Linked DNA regions of Mus musculus: regions 2 and 3 are each linked to region 1. Evidence: chromatin contacts called from public Hi-C and promoter capture Hi-C data. All regions are on one chromosome and are shown on one strand. The core of a region is the stretch at or near the end of the contact, and the rest is flanking DNA. Distances in the headings are between cores, read along the strand shown. Region 1 holds the start of Efna5 (ephrin A5). Region 2 has its middle 410 kb from the start of Gm23203. Region 3 holds the start of Rab31 (RAB31, member RAS oncogene family).

Evidence for each region. Promoter capture Hi-C pulls out the DNA fragments that hold promoters and counts their contacts. Hi-C and Micro-C count contacts between places; a contact is called where the count stands out from the background.
Region 2: a Hi-C map of the N1E-115 cell line shows a contact between it and region 1, with 14 times the contacts expected there. The contact joins the enhancer-like site here to the promoter of Efna5 in region 1. A contact is called at or near these places in 1 of 39 promoter capture datasets (hippocampal neurons), 1 of 484 Hi-C or Micro-C datasets (the N1E-115 cell line) and 6 of 115 datasets of contacts at active chromatin or transcription factors (astrocytes, embryonic forebrain, embryonic hindbrain and 3 more).
Region 3: a promoter capture Hi-C map of pre-B cells shows a contact between it and region 1, with 4 times the contacts expected there. The contact joins the promoter of Rab31 here to the promoter of Efna5 in region 1. A contact is called at or near these places in 2 of 39 promoter capture datasets (liver and pre-B cells).

The regions. Positions count from the first base shown.
Region 1 is chr17:62,879,569-62,882,792 of GRCm38.p6, forward strand. It overlaps Efna5 (ephrin A5), which reads right to left and starts at 1,749. Exons shown (of 5, transcript NM_207654.2): 1 at 1,438-1,749. The coding sequence starts at 1,562.
Region 2 is chr17:59,975,566-59,978,789 of GRCm38.p6, forward strand. No RefSeq gene overlaps it. Among named protein-coding and RNA genes, the nearest start is that of Gm23203, 410 kb to the left of the region's middle. Within about 2 kb of position 1,791, at least 3 of the 459 cell types and tissues checked have an H3K27ac peak or open chromatin away from gene starts, as enhancers often do. A contact at or near this core is called in the N1E-115 cell line, where this site is marked.
Region 3 is chr17:65,770,996-65,774,219 of GRCm38.p6, forward strand. Rab31 (RAB31, member RAS oncogene family) reads right to left here and starts at 1,757. Exons shown (of 7, transcript NM_133685.2): 1 at 1,511-1,757. The coding sequence starts at 1,549.

The DNA.
Region 1 (3,224 bases), core at 499-2,998:
TCCTGGAGAAATCAGCTCTTCATCCCAGCTGACCCTTGACAACCGGGAAAACCTCTGAATTCATAACAGAGGGAAAGCTGGAGGCGCTAGAAAGGGCTGGTGGGAAACTGAATTGTAGGCGTCCGCCGGCCCCCTCGCCTAGAGCTTTAGATGCGCCACAACCACAGGCTCAGTCCTCGGTCTCCCGCCTCTTTCCTCACAACTTCCACTTCAGCCCAGAGAAAAACCTGTGATCCTAGGTACAAGCGACACTGCCTCCCTCCCAGAACAACACACCAATACTACCAGCCCACAGCTGAAAGCAGAGCGATGTGGGCCCAGCGGGACCGACTGCTGGGTCCAGATCCGGGAGAAAGTAAGGTTTGGGAGCAGCCCGGACCAGAAAGGGTCTGCCTGGTGCTGTGGACGACCCTCCTCCCCTCTCCGGGGTCCAGGATCGCAGGGTGGCTGCGGCAAGCTAGGGCCCAGAGCGTGCGCTAAGGAAGTCCCCGGCGCCCGCTTCCAGCCTCCCGCCAAGCCCGCAGGCTTTGGGGTCGCCTAGACGCTGTCGCAGGTAACCACGCGCGTCCCTCCAGCTGCACAGCGCCAGGCCCCGGGGCGAAGGCTCCCACCTTCCGGCTTGCCAACTCCAGCGGCTCGCTCTGCACTCGTGACGTAACCCGGCATTCGATCAAACTTTCTGGCACCTTAAGCCCACTGGGGGGGAAAGGAGGGTGCCCGAGCTGGGAGAATCCTTTCCAGGGCCAAGCGCGATGGGCCTAGACCGACTTGGCGGTGTGTGTGTGGGGGGGGGGGGGGTCACCTAACAGTTATCTCGCAGTTAAAAAGAACATTAAACCCTAAAGCTTCCGCTTTCCACTCACCCATCCCTCCAACCCCCCTTTGCTTCCCTCTAACCGGTACGCGCTCTCTCTATGCGCGCAAGGAGGTAAAAGAAGGCATTATGTTTAAGTAAAAATTTTAAAATTAAAAAAAAAAGAAAACTTTGATGCTATCTATCAGGATCCCGGCCTCAGCCCCGCGCCCCCCAGGCTCCAGGGAGGACCTCTTGGCAGTACGCACCCGAGGCTACCAGCACCCAAGCTCTAAGCCGGGATCCGGAGGTGCGGGCCAATCTCCCCGACTGGGAAGCGATGGCCCGGGTCCGGGGCTCCCGCCCATTCCCGTGTCTTCCCCGCACCCGGTCGGAGGCAGCGGCTCCGCGCAGCCCTGGGGATTGCTAGCAGCCGCCGGCCCTGCCGCCCTGGCTTAACAAAGAGCGGCGCGGAGCGAGCGCTTCCCGCCGGCGCCGGGCGGCCAGCGGCGTCTGGCGACGCAGGCTCCGAGGGCGCGCGCTGCCTGCGGCTGGTGCGCGCCGCTCCCGGCCGCCGTGTCCCCTGCTCCCGGCCCAGGCCCGCGGAGCCCGAGCTTTTGGCGCCCCCGCCCCGGCCACCTTACCTGGGGTTGCTGCTGTTCCAGTAGACGGCGTAGCGGTCGGCGACGACTTTGGAGCCCGGGTCCTGGCTGAACACACACATCCAGAGCACCAGAAAGAGCAGCGTCAACATCTCCACGTGCAACATCACGCCTAGCCAGCGGCGGAGCCCCCGACGCGCCACTCCGGGGAGAGATCGGGGATCCAGGGGGAGGGAGGGAGAGGGGCAGACGAAGAGAGCGGACGCCAAATAAATAGGAATAAATACGATGAAGGGGCGAGAGGCGCGCGGCGAGCGCGGGAGGAAGAGGAAGAGGAGAGAGAGAAGAAGGAGGCAGTGGCTGGGGCGGGGGGACAAACTCGCACCCCCACTGAAGGGCTCGGGAGGGGAGAAGAATCACAAGACGGAGAGACGCGTGCGTGTGTGCGGTGGCGGCGGCGAGGGCGGGGGTAGGGGTGCGGAGCTGTGTCTCGGGCGGCGGCTGCAAGCCGGTCACCCCGGGAGAGGGAGGTGCGTGCGGGGCCGGGCGGCGGCAGCGCGGGTCGGGGCAGGCGGCGGCGCGCGCTGCACAGTCACGGGGAGTTGAGCGCCGCGGCTGCGGGGAGACATACACCGGCCCGCCGGGCCCGGCTCAGTGTCGGCGCCGCGGTCTGCACGGGCTTCCTCCGCCGCGCTGGGCCCTCACCGTGCGCCCCGCTTTGTTCCAAGTTACTTTGGCGGCCGGAGAGAAACTGCAGGAGGAGGGCGCTGTGTGGAGGGGGGCGGGGGGGGGGGCGTCCTCACACTGGTGTCCCCAGGAGGCTGGAAGCAGTCCGGAGCCTCCCTTCTGTGCCTTGGCCAGGCGACCCCCCGCAAGGCTCGCAGGAGTCCTGTGGACTGCGGTACCCGGAGGTGCGCAGAGAAGAGTGGCGATCTGGATCCGCAAGCCCGGCTCTGCCGGAGTCCTGGAACTGCCCAAAGCCGCAGCCGAGCGCTCAGGCGAGGAGAGGAGGAGCGGGTCTTGCTTCGGAAAAGGCTCCAAGAAAAGTTTGGCTCTTCACGTCTTCCAGCAGGTCCCCAAAGGAGTCCGACCGCAGAGGCAGAGCGAGATGGCACCCCCGGGCGCTGGCTGAGTCGGGGATTTCTCCTGCTAGCTTGTCTTGGCCGGGTGTGGGTGCCGCGGAGTGAATGAAGAGCAGAGGTTGTGAACCAGCCAGCCAGGCGGGGCCGGGATGCCCAAACCTGCAGGGCGACGCCAAGCCAACTGCCGGGCTGAGAAGCGAGAGGGGAAACAATCACTTTCGGATGGAGCCCTCCAAGTCCGGGATGGGCTGATGACAGTCTCCGTTCGCCTTCCGGGAGAGAGGCTGAACCCCCGCACGGCGTGCCCAGAGCCCCGGGGGGGAGCTCTCAGAAGTGTCCCTGGGACTCGGACCTCTCCGGCCCCAACCCCAGCAACTTGTAGAGATTCATCAATCAGTTTGAAACCGGGAGGGAAAAAGGGAGAGGGAGCACACGCGAGCTGCTGGCACCTCCCCGATGACTACATCAGAAAACCTTCCCGATCCGGAGCTGCCTCCTCCTTCCCTCCTTAGGCACAGCAGTAACGAGAGGTGAAAGCCACCGACCGAATCCTAAAACCTCTGCCCAGGCGGGAAAATAAACTTGAGTGCAGCGGCGCGAGCAGCCTGGAGAGGTTGGGAAGACTGGCGAGAAGTAGAAAGGAGGGGAAAAGTCAGTTTTGCAAAAGAGGAGGGAAAAAAAAAAAAAAAGAAAAGGAGAGAAAAAATGCTTTATGGGAAAAAAAATCTCCTCGGGCACGCCCCCTCG
Region 2 (3,224 bases), core at 541-3,040, 2.9 Mb before region 1:
ATGGAGGACACGTGATGTTTGCAAGATATAAGTAGGACTCGATGGACGTGATGGAGAGGGAGCTAGGCTTGATCATTGAGCTAGCTGTGCATTTGTTAGATCACATTTTCCCTGTACTTTGTTTCCCTGAGAGAGGCACAGCAGAGAACTTCTGGTCTCTCTACTGGTTCCTCCTGCTGACTGGTGCCAAGGCTAAGGCCTGACTGTCTCTGCTAGGTAATTCCACCACTGCTAACTCGGGTTTGCTATCCTGACTACCGAACTGGACTGCTGGTGAACTGGGAAGTGTTCCTGAGAGGATCAAGCTGCCACTGCTGACCTGTAAACTAAACAGCTGATTTCAAGACAACATAGACAGGAGTTTCTCCAAAGAACCATTTCTAAACAGGTCTACTTCCCCTGTATCCTTTTTATTCCCCACTAATTCTCATAGGTGGTGGGCAAAAAGGGAAGTAAAAGCATTTATGAACCTTCATTAAATATATGATTTAAAAAATTTAAAGTTACAAAAGTTCACTATTATCAATTCAAGTTATCACTTATTAAAATCTGATTTCTCATGCACAGAGCTTCAGCAGGGCCCAGTAAGTTTATGAAGAGCACATTTATTTTCCTTTTGTAATCAAAACCTGTTATTCTGGTTGGATAATCTTCTGCAATCATAAGGAATTTGATGAGTAGTGATGTCACTTTTTGTTTGATACATGTTTTTGTTTGCTAGGATTGCATCAACAAAATACTCAATGACATACTATTTATTCATTTTGCGTGAATAAATATGTATTGTCTGAATTTTCTAGTAAGGGAATGGGGAGAATGTTCTGCAGTAATTTGCCTCATTCTATCAGACACTACACCTCCAGGTTTTGTTTCTTGAACTTCTGACAACATTATGAATACATTAAACTCAATTGTTTTGCCGACTCTACAACCATAATTATGCTGCACTGGAGACTTAAGATACTGTAATTGTTTCTGGTCCCCAATCTCATTACCTTTTTACCCTTCTCAACCTCAAAATGTATGCACCATCTGTTGACTCCTAAGTACTTTGCAACAGAGTCCAAAGCAGCAGCCCAATGTTCTCTTTCATCAGTCTCTGCAATTACATTTGTCAATTGGAGAAGCTGCAATAATCTCAAGCCATATATGATCATCCTAAATTTAACAAGCAGATACGGGAGCCAGGGATTCTAAGGATTGTCCTGTTTCCAGTTTGCATAATTCATTTACACAATTCAGTTTAATACGTTGTGTTTGAAGCATATTTAAAATACAATCTTCTTTATGACCTGTTTTCCTCCTTGCTTCAGATTTATGTTCGACATAAGCCAAGGCATCAGATGCTGTTTAGAAATTAAATTATTAGTTCCATTGTTTTATTTTCAGCTTGTGTTTTTATTCAATTACATATTTTACAAAGTTAATTTCACCTTATTAATGCGCTCAATAAATATGTGCAAATGATATGAGAGTTTTACGTCTGTAGAAAATTTAATCTTATAACCTTAGGTCTTAAATCCTGAGGATGGCAGTAGAGAAATCACATCTTGTACTTTTTGTCCTTTGGGTAGAACTTCCTTCTGGGGAATAGAGTTGAACAAAATCTCTGCAGATCTTTCATTTGCTCTGGCTTCCCTTTTTAGAAAACAGAACCATACTTCACCCAGGCATGGGCTTTGTCAACTTTTAATAGCTCTAATTGCCTAATTATCTGCTCTGATGCAATTATGAAACCTCTATTCCAAGCTTGTTTTCAAGGATGTGCCCCACTGCTGTATTTCTTGAATTTACAGTAGTTTACTCTGCCACAAAAGAACTGAGTCTGTGTCACTGATGACAGCCTTTGGATGCTAGATTGTCATGTGCTTTTAAGAAAAGTATATGATTTGTCACAGTGAAAAACAATAATAGACTGGTTAAAGTCAAATAAATTTTAGCATGTATTTGCCTTTAGTTTAATAGCATTCATTTTAGTTTAATTCTGGGGCTTTATTTATGCAATAGTAATGTCAATCTGACAACACTCTAGAACAGACAGCCTCTAAAACAAGTAGAATACAAACTTCATCAAGAGTGAGCATATGTTTTCAAATGAACGGTGATTGCATTTGTCTCTTAATTTGTATTTTTTCACAGAATATTTTCAAATTTTCATGTTTATATGGCTTACTTTTCTATTCTGGTGATAAATTTGCCAAGACAACTTTTAGAGGAGTTTCTTTTGGTTTAGAGTTTCTGCGTGAGGGTACATAATGCTGGAGGAAGCATGGTGTCAGATTGTTGCAATGGGACTCAGAGATTTTATTTTTTACTGTAAACACAAAGCAGAGTGAATGAAAACAAAGATAAAGCTATGAAATCTCAGTCCTAAACTCCATGATAGTCTTCCTCTAGCAAGGCTACATCACATTCCTAAACACTGTCACCACTGGGGCCTAAGGGCTCAAATACCTGACTCTGAGGTGACCATGTCTCATTCAGACCACCGCAATGTTGATCACTATAAAACTCTGCTTTATCAGATGTTATAGAAAACATTTTCTGTGCTGTGTATTCACGTTCAGTATAAAGCATGTCTTTTGATCAGGGATATAAAAATAAAGTTCTCCTATTCCCCAAAGAATTGTGGACTCAAAGAAGATTTAGAGAGTTAAATGCTATAAGATGATGCGTTAGGTAAATTTTCTTGACAATGAAGAGATTGGAAGATTGGGTTTCAATTTTGGATAACAATATCAGTGAATAACACTGTGTAGTTTGTAATAGAAGCTAAATAATGTTACACAGGAGCTGCCTCCTACCTTGTTCTTCAGATACATTTTAACTGCTCTTAGGGTAAACACATACTTTAATCATGTACCACATACTTAGAGACACTTTTAAATGACATAGATTTGTATTTAGGTGGCATGGCTTTGTATTACATGATAATAAACAGAAAATTAGGAAAGAAATAATTTGCATGTTTAGTATATTCCTATGAAATATGAGTAGTAGTTTTCTGTGCTAACCAAGGTAATAGACATTTCTTTGATATTTTTAAATTATGAAATTTAATTTTTATTGATGGGAACAAACCTGTGAAGTCCAGAAGTGTGATTCAGGTCCTTTGGAGCTGGGGTTATACTCATCATGAACTGCACAATGGGGCTGCTGGGATTCATGCTCCAGTCCTTTAACAGAACATTGAAGGGGATGGGGTGGGGAAAAGGAGTAGGGAA
Region 3 (3,224 bases), core at 507-3,006, 2.9 Mb after region 1:
ACTAAAAATTAAAGGTGATGTCATTGAGACTGTGCCTGGGCACCTAGGTGGACTGCAAAGGAGGAGATGCAAGTCACCTCCTAGAGCCAAAAATGTTTCCTGTTTCAACGTTCCCCATGGCTAACTGTTACATGCCCCTCGCACCAACACTTCCTCTTCTTTGGGGCCTGCTATTCCTTTGAAATCTTCAAAGGCCTTTCTCCCGTGGGATTCCTAGGTCTGGACTACTGGACAGCCCCGCAGATATGAAGCTTGCTACTCTGACACCGAAAGTTCTAAGGAGAAAGAACTCCAAGAGCAGCATCCTGCCCGGCCTCCTGGGTGAGAAGCCCCTGGGGAGGCCTTGCTTGACACTGAAGGGGAAGAAAAGGCCCTTGCCAGAAGCCCTGGGATTCTCCACCAACCACTAGCTAAGGGGAAGTGCCAAGGGCAGTGTGAGGATCCGACTTCCATCAAAGGATTCGGCGGGGCCCAGGTGAAACCACAAGTCCCTGGTGCACCAGATCCTAATCCACAACATCGCCTGTATTCACCTCCATAACCATCCTGATTAGCATTTCTTTGAGGAGAATGAATGCGGCCCTACTCTTTTATTTAGGAAATACTTTTCCTTGCAGTGCCAGATTTGCCAACTTCAAGGGCAGGGCGGTATGCCCAGTGATAATGCCAAAGACTACAGAAGACTGCAGAGAACATGGCTTATAACATTAGCTCTTATTTGGGAAGACTTCGGGAATTTGTTGTGGGTAGCCCCAAGGAAATGACCCCCAAACACTGAATCCCTGGGGGGGGGCAGATTTCAAGGGACAGCGCAGTGTGCCGGAGTTTGTCAGTCTGGCCCTCCAGTCTCGGAGTTTGGATGTTGTTTCTTTCTTTGTTTCTGACTGCTTTTATATTTCTTGGGACTAAGACTCGTTTTGGAAGAGGAAGGGTGTTGGGGGCGGGTGTTTCTCATCCTGCTTCATTTTCATCCACTGCACGGAAAGTGTGCTGAACACACAGTTCATACAGAGTTTGCTCTTAATACTTCGCAGTCGGGCCAAAACCCCGGTACTCCCTCCCTTGCTTGGAAGGATTGGTTTGTTGGTTTGTTTTCGGAGAGAATAAAGAAATTGCCATCACTACTCCCTACCTACCCCCGCAGGAGGCAGAGGAAAACCTAACTTAAACACTCCTCCGGGAGGGAGCCACCAGTGGCAGAGGCAAGAGTCCTAGGGGCCCAGGGGCTGCATGACCCGCTGTCCTCTGGTCCTCAACAATCCCCCCCACCTCCCACCCCTCCACCCCGCCCTGCCCGACCCGCAGCCTGGCGAGCCCCAAGGTTGCCAGATACCCGGCCGCAGATGCAGCGATCCGGGGCGCTCGGGAGAATCTGGTGGCGGGCGGAGGCGGCTGGTGCCGGGCGCGGGATGGAGCGCGCGGGACATGGGGAAGCGCACGGGAGGCGGGCAGCGCAGAGACAATGGCGCACAGAAGCCGGGATCCCCCGTAGGATGGCTCCAGGACTTACCCCGAGAAGACACACTTTGAGCTCCCGTATCGCCATCATGTGCTCTGGGTCGGGCCCGGCCGGGGCTCAGCAGCATCGTCCGGGCCACACCGCGCCCAGCCTGCGTCCTGCTGTCTCCCAGGACTCTCGCCGGCCGCGGGGCGGAACCGCCAAGGCGGCTATTTCTGGGCCTCGGCCTCCGCTGTCGGTCACGTGCTGCCGGCCGGCTCCTCCCGTCACGTCTAGTCTAGCCTGGCCGCCGGGCTTCGGCTCCGCCCGGGCCCCGGTCCGCTTCGGCCTCCAGTGACCACCCAACATCTGACTTGTGGGCAAATCATCCCCTTCCGTGATCAGCTCTGAGCCCGGTCGGGCACCACTTGCCCTGGACACACGACCCGTCGCGTCATAAAGAGCCATTGGAACAGTTTATGCTGTTGGCTGTGGTCCCAAGGAAGCACTTCAAAGTCTCTGGGTAGTCCCACCATAAAGTGACTCTGACCTCCAGATGCAAGAAACATCAGCGAGAAACCGGGATGAGGGGAGGAAAGGGTTAACTTGTCCCTTCTAATACCCAGGCTTCAAATCGCTTCCTCCCAACACTTCACTTTACTCTGCATGCATTCTTTTCTGTATGCAGCAAAGGATGACTCAAGGATGATTCGAGAAGCAGTCAGGTGTTTTGGCTTCCAAAACTGGAGCACCAGGGCCTGGGAAAAGAGAGGTGCACTCTGTAGAGGAAGCCCCCTTTCTCCATGTAGAAAAACGCTACAGCTATGTGGGCAGGAGCCCAGCCACAACTGGGGGGCTGGCAACCCTTCTGCAAACTCCTCTACTAGGAAACTGAGGCTACGTGCAGCGTCACACAGAGGGGCCATGGCCTCTGGTCTTTGTATGGTCCGTTGTTCCTCCAAGCCTCTGGGATGACTTCATTTGTTGCTGTGTAGAAATGACAGCTCTTTAAGAATAATCTAAATTTACTGGTACTACTAATTGTATGCATATGTTTTAAACAGCAACACTGGACGTGGCTCTGTTGGGAGAGTGCTTGCCCAGCATGCCTGATAACTGTTAGAAGGATTGATCCAGGCAACCTGGAAATAAAACAGAAGCCCTTTAATGAGAACAGTGAAGAGCAGTTCTCATTACCTGGCTTTCTTGCCAGGCAGGTGTTCTTATCAGTATGCTGAGTCTGGAGTTCTCACCAGAAGAGGGCATCAGATCTCATTACAGGTGGTTGTGAGCCACCATGTGCTCACATGTGGTTGCTGGGATTTGAACTCAGGACCTTCAGAAGAGCAATCGGTGCTCTTCACCGCTGAGCCATCTCTCCTGCCTGAAAGCCAGTTTTAAGAAGTGTTTAAAGGTTTGAAGTATATGGACGTCTGGTCTGCATGTACATCTGCACATCAGAAGAGGGCATTGGTGAGCTACATTTGTGAGCTGCCATGTGGGAGGTTGGAGTACGGGACCTGGGCTCTGAACTCAGCATCTCTGGAAAATCAGCCAGTGCTCTTAACTGCAGAGCCATGTCTCCAGGCACCCAAAGCAAGTTTTGACAAAGCATTCTGCAGCCTCAGTTCTCTGGCCTCTCTCATAACTTGTCCCATCTGATCAATGGCTCCTGCCATTTTTTCCCCCTGTGGTTATCTGGCAGGCCAGATAGAAGCTACTCAGGCCCAAAGTGGCCTCTCAGGGTGGGAAATTCCAAAGCAAGGTCCACAGAAGGAACTCTAGA